3 separate regions of the Zea mays genome follow, and all the other regions are linked to region 2. The links are chromatin contacts, called in public Hi-C maps. All regions are on one chromosome and are shown on one strand. The core of a region is the stretch at or near the end of the contact, and the rest is flanking DNA. Distances in the headings are between cores, read along the strand shown. Region 1 holds the start of LOC542519 (Peptidyl-prolyl cis-trans isomerase FKBP12). Region 2 has its middle 15 kb from the start of LOC100381340. Region 3 holds the start of LOC100273763.

Region 1 (2,700 bases), core at 150-2,649, 230 kb after region 2:
GCATTCTTTCTTGTGATCAAACACTCACTTGTAATTGAGGCAAGAGACACCAATCGTGTGGTGGTCATTGCGGGAAGTTTGATTCCCAAGTGACTTGAGAAAGAGAAGCTCACTCGGTCCGAGGGACCGTTTGAGAGAGGGAAGGGTTGAAAGAGACCCGGCCTTTGTGGCCTCCTCAACGGGGAGTAGGTTTGAGAGAACCGAACCTCGGTAAAACAAATCCGCGTGTCTCACTTCATTATTCGCTTGCGATTTGTTTTGCGCCCTCTCTCGCGGACTCTATTATATTTCTAACGCTAACCCGGCTTATAGTTGTGATTATTTTTGAGATTTTCAGTTTCGCCCTATTCACCCCCCCTCTAGGCGACTTTCAAACTTCTTTTATTCTAAATTGCTTTTCCTGTGGAAAATTGGTCTGTTTGTACTTGCGAGGGAGTGGGATATTGTGTCGCTATGTCTTTTTTTAGTTTTCTATATTCACTAGATATGTGCTAGTGCGTTGCCACGAAAGTAAAAAATAGTATGAAACATATATACGAAACGACAAGTATCACTATAATATGCAAAATCCATGTGACAAAATATCACCGTAACACTGTTATTATATTGACGATATAAATATATATAATATTATTATAAATACATGGCGGAGGCAGGACGGAAAGGAGACAAAAAACAGCAACGAGGATTGTTCGAAGGTACTCCTTTGCCTCCTCTGCTAAGCCGACTTTGATCTCTCTTGTTGATATCTTATTCATCAATAGTTATGTGCCCATGTGTTGGTATCGTATCTATATATCACATAGTTAAACCTTATTTAAATGGAATATATGCAATAATTCAACAATCTAAAAACATTAAAAATGGTATGATGTTTTGTGCTGAAGGCAACAAAACAGAGATCACTCTAAACTACAACATGGAAGGAGATGTCGGCGGCAAGATGGGAAGCGTTCAGAGGAACAGCCGAACAGGCACAGGCAATAGAGGTCACAACAAGAACAACAGTTTGTTCACTCGATGAACAACAAAAACAGCTTTGAAAATTTGATCTCTACCACTTCGGTAGCAGTACGATGCGGTGAGAGATTATGCACGAGGCATGCAAATTAACAAGACTCATACAAGCGCGGAACAGTATGTTGATGGGACACAAGGGTAACAGAATCCTAACATGTTTGTCTTCCGAGCAATCTTTTTGCAGACCCCAAAGAAATATAAGATTCGATCAATTATGTGTCATGCTCATCCCAGACACACGTAGCAATAACATAGAAAGCGATCATCTGGCTGCGTGCAAAAATGTCCATCGGACGGCAGAGGAAAAAAGACATTGGGCACCTTGCTGCACATAGATGCCGCGGGGACAAATATCGCCCCACTGGCCAGTGGCCACGCACTATCCGACACTAGGCCACCACCAGCGGGCGGGCTCCAGTCGCAACTCGCAACACAGACGCCGCCGCCGCCCAAAGAAAGACGTCAACTCCAGGAGACAAGATAGTGAGAACTGAAGAGAAGGATGGGCTTCGAGAAGCAGATCCTGAGATCCGGCACCGGCCCCAAGCCGATAAAGGGCCAGAAGGTCACCGTTCACTGCACCGGCTACGGTTCGCTTCTTCCCTTCACCCCCATAAACCTCTGGTTTACTTACTACGTTGTTCTTGGATCTGAATCACTTTTTAGGGTTTAGAGTTAGATGCTTTCAGATCCATTCGTGCAGTAGCCTCGATGTATAAGCGGCGACTCCTTTTTCGTCGGCTTTGATGCTTGGGATGCGATGTTCAGTCGTAAGATTGAGATCGATCTGATCCAGAGTTGCAAGCGGACCTTGTGCAATGCATAATTCGTTTATCTTCCATTTTGTATTATATGACTAACACCATCTGATCTGCAGTAGTCGTTCGCTAACTTTTGCTTGCTGCTCTGGGTTTGTTTTCAGGGAAGGATCGTGATCTGTCCAAGAAATTTTGGAGGTAAACAATCAATCTGTTCTCTTGATCTACACCGAAGTGTAGCGCATCAGTGGAATAGGCACGTGTACACTGGAAGTAGTTCTTTTCCTGTCAGTCACTGTGTTCTGTTGCTGTGTCTTTCAGCACCAAGGACCCTGGGCAGCAGCCATTCAGTTTCAGCATTGGTCAGGGTTCAGTGATCAAAGGTAATCCTGCCACAGATAATCAGTTCATGTCGAAACCTAAAAACTTTGCCTGTTGGTTGTATTCACGTGAATTACTTGCTTTGCGATTTAGCAAGGGTCTGTTGATCTTATTTATAGATGCGGCATGAGCTTTACTTATCATGATGTTTTGTTTCTGGTAGAGCTCCAAATTTGCATTGTTTGCTTTATATTATTCTCTTTTACCCATGGTTTTAAACTGCCAGTCATGCTTTCCGTGACACATTAACCCAGATGAAGCCTAGAGCATTTTAGACTTTTCCAAAAGTGAGCAAATACTGTTCAGGGTCAGCCCAGTTTCATGTTGCATGCCAAAACTCCACAGGCCTGCAAACAAAACTATGGTATATTAGCCAAATAAGCAGACAGCAGTTCCAATTACTGTTGTGCTAATTGCTCTGTTTCCTATAGGATGGGACGAGGGAGTTATGACCATGCAAGTGGGTGAAGTTGCTCGTATCCAGGTATGCCCCTCAGACGTCGAATTAGTCTGAATGTGTTTGCTTTACTGGCTCTTCTAG
Region 2 (2,700 bases), core at 69-2,568:
TTTCTTGTGAGCCTTTCCAACACTTAGAAAAACATAGTTAGTACATAATCCAATTAATTATGTGTAGAGAACTCACCTTTGCACCATAGTTTCACCAGGATTTGCATTATGGCTCGAACTAAGTCCTAAAAGGACTTTTTCTCACAGAATTGTGTTAGATATCAAACAAAAGTGCTAGAGACATAGTATTAGGCATATGAAACTTATGTGAGTACCCAAACCTCATGGTTTCACCCTTTAACCCAAAGTTGTACTTTATAGCCTCTATTTTAGCTCTTTAGGATTTAGTGCCTTCAAATTGCCTTCAAATGGACCTGTGCTCATACTCATATCAAACTCGTTAGTTCCGTTTCATAGAGATGAGAGGAAATTAAGAGAGACTAAATTTTCTTCTATTAAATTTTAACTGACTTGCGATTTGTCTGGTCTGGCTTTTGGTTTTGATTTTTATCTTCCAAAAAGCTAAAAGCTAAACCAAAGAGATGAATTCAGGAAACAATTTTTTTTTCAAAACCCAGTTTTCATCATTATAAAATTGAAAGCACATCTAAATATGTTTTTAGTGGCTTTCAGATATAACTGTGCAAATAAACATGGAAGAATTTTTAGTGACTTCCACCGAATGATTTTTTAACTTTTTATAACTTTCAGCTTAACGATTTGTTTTTACATCTATAGCCCAACCAAACATATATTTTTTTTAATCTGCTCAAAGCCTGTTCAGTCCACTCCACCGAAGATGCACTCAACAGGCGAACATCGTCTGGCGACCGGCGACCGCACGCAAACGTCCCCGTCGTCCCGTCCACACACTTTTTGCACGGCAGAGGGCCAACTACTACAGATTAGTCCCTGGCGCGACGCAGCCTTTCTCTCAGCTCTTCTTCTTCTTCTAGCACTGATCCGGCTAAAACTTATATTATCTCCCATAGAATTGTTTTGTCTGGAAGCATGGGGATCCCCACTGTTCACGAAGTACACCCAGCATGTAACGTAGGGCTACCACAAGTAGAAACGCTAGGCCTCGGCAGGCTGAAAGGCTACGAGAACCACCCTTCGGCGGCCTACCAGTACCAGTACGTTCCGCGACACCGACACTGACACGGGCGCAGTAATTACGGCCGGAACGGGGCACCGACGAGACGACCGATCAGTCCGTAGAAGAAGGCTGCGGACCCGTCGGGTCGGGGCGCAGCTAGCTGTCGCGATCAACGCACACGTTTCTCTGGCGGGTAACCGAGTACAAGAAGACAACTGTACAACGTAGAGCACTGTGCAGCTGGGCTGAGCAGACGGCTAGGCGAACTCACGGGCAGAGCAGTGATCCTGAGCCGGATCCACGGAGCAGGGACAGCGCGGGCGACGAGTGACCCTCGTACTGTACGTGCCAAACCGCAGCAGTCGTCACTCCGCTCGTCAGGCGGGCAGCGACCAGCGAGCCACTGGCCGGGGGAAGACGACGACGCTGTGGGCGGCTTTGTGGGTCCGGAGACCAGCAGCCAGCAGGGAAGCTGGGAAGGCAAGGGGCGCTCGGATCTCCTGTGCTCTACGTATCTGACTGCGTTCGATCAGTTGGACTGTTGGAGTTATCTCCCTCTCGGATCTCCAGCAGGGAAGGGAACCAGGGTTTGGGTTGGGCAACGTTTGTGCGGGGGTACGTCAGGCCGACACGCATGCTCGCTCCATAAAGGAGGCCTTAAATCCCGGAGACTACGTACCAAAGAACAGTTCCGTTGTGAGATCGACCTCATTTTGCACCTCGGGATTTGCTCCAACCACCTCTCGTGACAGTGATGGAACCACGACTCGAAAGGTGGTGGTGGGGGAGGCGCACAGCACAGGAGCGAAGCAGTACCACTGAACTGCGTATCGTACACAGTAACACAGCAACTAACATCTGTGCCCTTGGGGATGGGAGAGGCACGGGCTGATGAGACTGGGTGTGGGACGACGACGTGGGTGGGCGATGGGGCGGCGCGGTTCACGGCGACTGAGAATCGCTTTGCCAGGACAGCAGGAGTGTCAATAGCAACCAACAGGAGATGGTATCTCGCCGGCTCTCGGCCCACTGCCTCGATCTGCACCGCTGCTCTCTAGCAGCAGCCCCGGCCCCACCCACGACATGACGGAGAGTGGCACTGGTACCTCACCAACACTTTGGAGCGTCTGTAGGCTGAACATCTGATTTCTATTCGCCGACGACGTATGCCTTCACCCATCTATTCGTCATAGTCGCAGTACTCCAAATCTCTGCAATGGACGATAAGATGGTTAAGCCGTCTCCCAGTGCTGTTTCTGAAGCCTTCTTTGCTCTCAAGTCTGATCGAACTCGCAATTACCAATCGTATGCTACTACAGCGGCATGGCGGATTTTACTTTGACCCGTGCAGGTGCAGGACTGCAGGCAAGGTTACCTGGATTATAGAATGGGCCCTCCGGCGATGTTGGCGCCGGCGGCGTGGACCCGCTGCACTGCCGCGCCCTCGAGCACTCTTTCTTTGTCGCCCTAGACATGCTTCACCGTCCCTCACGACTCTGCTTTAATGCGATCTACGTGCTCGGCGAAAGTTTTGTGTAGGACAAAAATGAATAAACTATGTTGCTGGTTGGAGTTAGTCATTTTAGTACGCATGGAAAAGGAGAGCGAAGTCAGAAAGGTGAAATACAAATTTAGAACGTGTTGGCGAATTCAATTTTACA
Region 3 (2,700 bases), core at 25-2,524, 240 kb after region 2:
AAGAAAACTAACCAATTTACGTGTTGATTTCACATCCTCTCGAGCGGGGACATGAGCAGAATGGCTGTCATGTTGGTATCGCATCCTCGCTGGAGCTGCTGCACGATTCTTAGGACCCAAATTGTTTGCTTCTCTTCGGGCTGGACCAGTATGGGAGTACTCTGATACATACCCACCCTTGGAGGTCACACCATTGCTCTGCCCTTCCACCTGGCTAGAAAATTCGGAGGTGCCTGGAGATACGGAGTACTCCTCATCAGCATACTCAACGACCCGTGCCTGCGGCCGTCCCAACGGCTGTGCCTTAGCTCTTGGCAGTGCCGTGTCACGCGAAGAGCTCAAGTCCGAGTAGCCATCATCAGTGGAGTAGTAGCTCTGCTGCCCAGGCATGGTGGCGTAGCGGTAGAGGGGAACGGCCGTTCGTCGGGTCACGTCGTCGCGGCGGGGTGACGAGTCGACCGAGTACCTGCCGCTGCAGACCTCGATCTCATCGTTGTCCGACGACTCGTCCATGTCGGATCCCGAGGCGGCGGTGCCGTCGTCGCTGCGCAGCGAGGAGCGTGACAGCGGCACCGTCGCGCCGCGCGGCATGTGGCCGCTCCGAAACTTCTCCGGCGTCGGCATGCCAAGCCCGCCGCGGCCGGCCGCTCCGCGCACGGCACGCAGCGCGTCCATCCGGTCGTGGCTATGCAGCGCCGCCGCTCCCTGGCCCTGCAGACGCATTCCACCAACAACCACCACCAGGGACACACAAAAAAACACGCATCAGAGAACGGGAACCCGAAGCCGCAGCAGCTGAACTCAGCTAGGGCCGGCGGCGCGGCGAGCTCACTCACCTCTCGCACCCACTTGAGGGCGTCGCGATCTAGCCCCTCCGTGAACATGGCCAGCGCATGCGGGTTCCAACTGAAACGGACGAAGAGAACAAAATCGAGCAAAAATCAGAAAAAATCCCGAGCCAGCCGCACCAAATGCGGGTGATTCCCAGACCCGAAAACCCCTCGAAAAATTTTCCCGCAGCCGCAGATTTGAACACGGGAGGAATTTCGGGGGGGGGGGGGGGGGGGGGGGGGGGGGATGGGAGTCGGCTGAATCGTGCAGGGAGAAATGCTTACTTGGGAGCCGAATCTACGCGCGGATTTGTCGCTGGGAGTGACGCGAGCGCCCCGGATTTGAATTTCTTCGGACGAGCGTCGGGACGAACTCTGCGAGCAGCGCAGCGCAGCGCGGTGGCCGACAGCGACGGGAGCGTCGAGCGCGATGGAGTGTACGGGGAGTGGACGAGTGGGGAAGGCGGAGCCGAGCAGGAGGAAAGGGACAAGTACGAGTTTATTAGCTCATGGGCGTAACTAGAAAAAATACTAAAACCCCACTGCCTTCGAATAAACAGGAAAGGGACGGGCGAAACTTTTGCAGTTAGGCCCTCTGTTGGCCCGGTATTACCGTACGGTATCATATAGTATATCATAGAAATGCATTGTTCCTTCTCTTCGAACAAAATAGGCGCATATCAAACAATTGATTGGAGAACAACGCTGCCAGTTTAACACGCGGTAATTTTACTATCTTTTATTACTCCGTATATTATATATATACGGTGCATAGGTGATTAGGTGCAGTAACCGTCCCCAAGTTATGCAAGCAATAGCATTTATCCTGAGCAAAGAGGGGCCTATATGCGAAAAAGCGCCCCAACGATAGCTGGCCCATTCTCTTTTGGCCGACGGTTTCCTTTCTTTCCGTTGAGCCTCGCCGTAGGCCACAATAGCCCTGTTTGTTTCGGCTTCTGGCAGCTTCTGGCCACCAAAAGCTACTGCGGACTGCCAAACGCTCAGTTTTTCAGACAGCTTCTATAAAATTCGTTGGGGGCAAAAACCATCCAAAATCAACATAAACATATAATCGGTTGAGTCGTTGTAATAGTAGGAATTCGTTACTTTCTAGATCCTGAGCCCTATAAACAACTTTATCTTCCTCTACACGTAATCGTAATAATACTTAGATTCTCCCCACAGCCAGATTCTCTCCACAGCCGGATTTTCAGAAAAGTTGGTCAGAAAAAAGCTAAACCAAACAGACCCATGTGGAGAGTCGCTCGGAATCAGCTGCGTTCACCGACCGAGCGGAGCAGCGTTGACGACGTCAGGGCGCGCGCGGCAACGTCGGGGGAACAGGGGCCCTCCCGTAACGGTCGAAACGTTAGTGGTGACCGGGTTGGGACGTCGTGGGCCCGTGGCGGTGGTGGGCAAGAGCTAGCTGTGCTACTGTGGAGGAGAATGACCGAGTGGAGTGGGGTGGACTAGATGGAGTTTGGACCGGCCGGCCGAACGCTTGCCTCCTGCCCTCTCCCGCAGCGCACGCTGGTCCGTTCGATCCGGCGGGGCTACACGTGGCGGGCATCGAGGACGGTACATCGCGTGGGCCTCCCGTGTTCTGTGTCTGGGGCGGCGCATGGGGAGCCGTGGGGAGGAGCGGTCACATGGCTGCGGGGGCCGCGTGTCGGTACCTTTTCCGAACGGCGTGGTCGGAGGAGTCATGACCTAAGGTACCGTTTGGTTCAAAAATTTGTAACGTAATGGATAAACGATAACGTTAAATCATATTTGTTTTAGTTCAACCGTAATTAGATATCATACTAAAAATTGATATCAGACTATTTAAACTTATTATCGGCCATAATCGAGTGTAAACCATTACTAT

What was found. A called contact is a pair of places that touch in the nucleus more often than the background predicts.
Region 1: a Hi-C map of tassel shows a contact between it and region 2, with 4 times the contacts expected there. The contact joins the promoter of LOC542519 here to the enhancer-like site in region 2. A contact is called at or near these places in 2 of 25 Hi-C or Micro-C datasets (ear and tassel).
Region 3: a Hi-C map of leaf shows a contact between it and region 2, with 2.5 times the contacts expected there. The contact joins the promoter of LOC100273763 here to the enhancer-like site in region 2.

Annotation. Positions count from the first base shown.
Region 1 is chr5:217,597,102-217,599,801 of Zm-B73-REFERENCE-NAM-5.0, reverse strand. LOC542519 (Peptidyl-prolyl cis-trans isomerase FKBP12) reads left to right here and starts at 1,399. Exons shown (of 5, transcript NM_001112067.2): 1 at 1,399-1,610; 2 at 1,943-1,976; 3 at 2,100-2,161; 4 at 2,591-2,643. The coding sequence starts at 1,523.
Region 2 is chr5:217,823,114-217,825,813 of Zm-B73-REFERENCE-NAM-5.0, reverse strand. No RefSeq gene overlaps it. Among protein-coding and RNA genes, the nearest start is that of LOC100381340, 15 kb to the right of the region's middle. Within about 2 kb of position 1,318, at least 20 of the 20 cell types and tissues checked have an H3K27ac peak or open chromatin away from gene starts, as enhancers often do. A contact at or near this core is called in ear, leaf and tassel, where this site is marked.
Region 3 is chr5:217,579,732-217,582,431 of Zm-B73-REFERENCE-NAM-5.0, reverse strand. LOC100273763 reads right to left here and starts at 1,274. Exons shown (of 23, transcript NM_001360436.1): 1 at 1,116-1,274; 2 at 837-906; 3 at 13-711. The coding sequence starts at 884. LOC103627772 (a long non-coding RNA gene) reads right to left here. Exons shown (of 4, transcript XR_002262548.3): 4 at 2,565-2,700.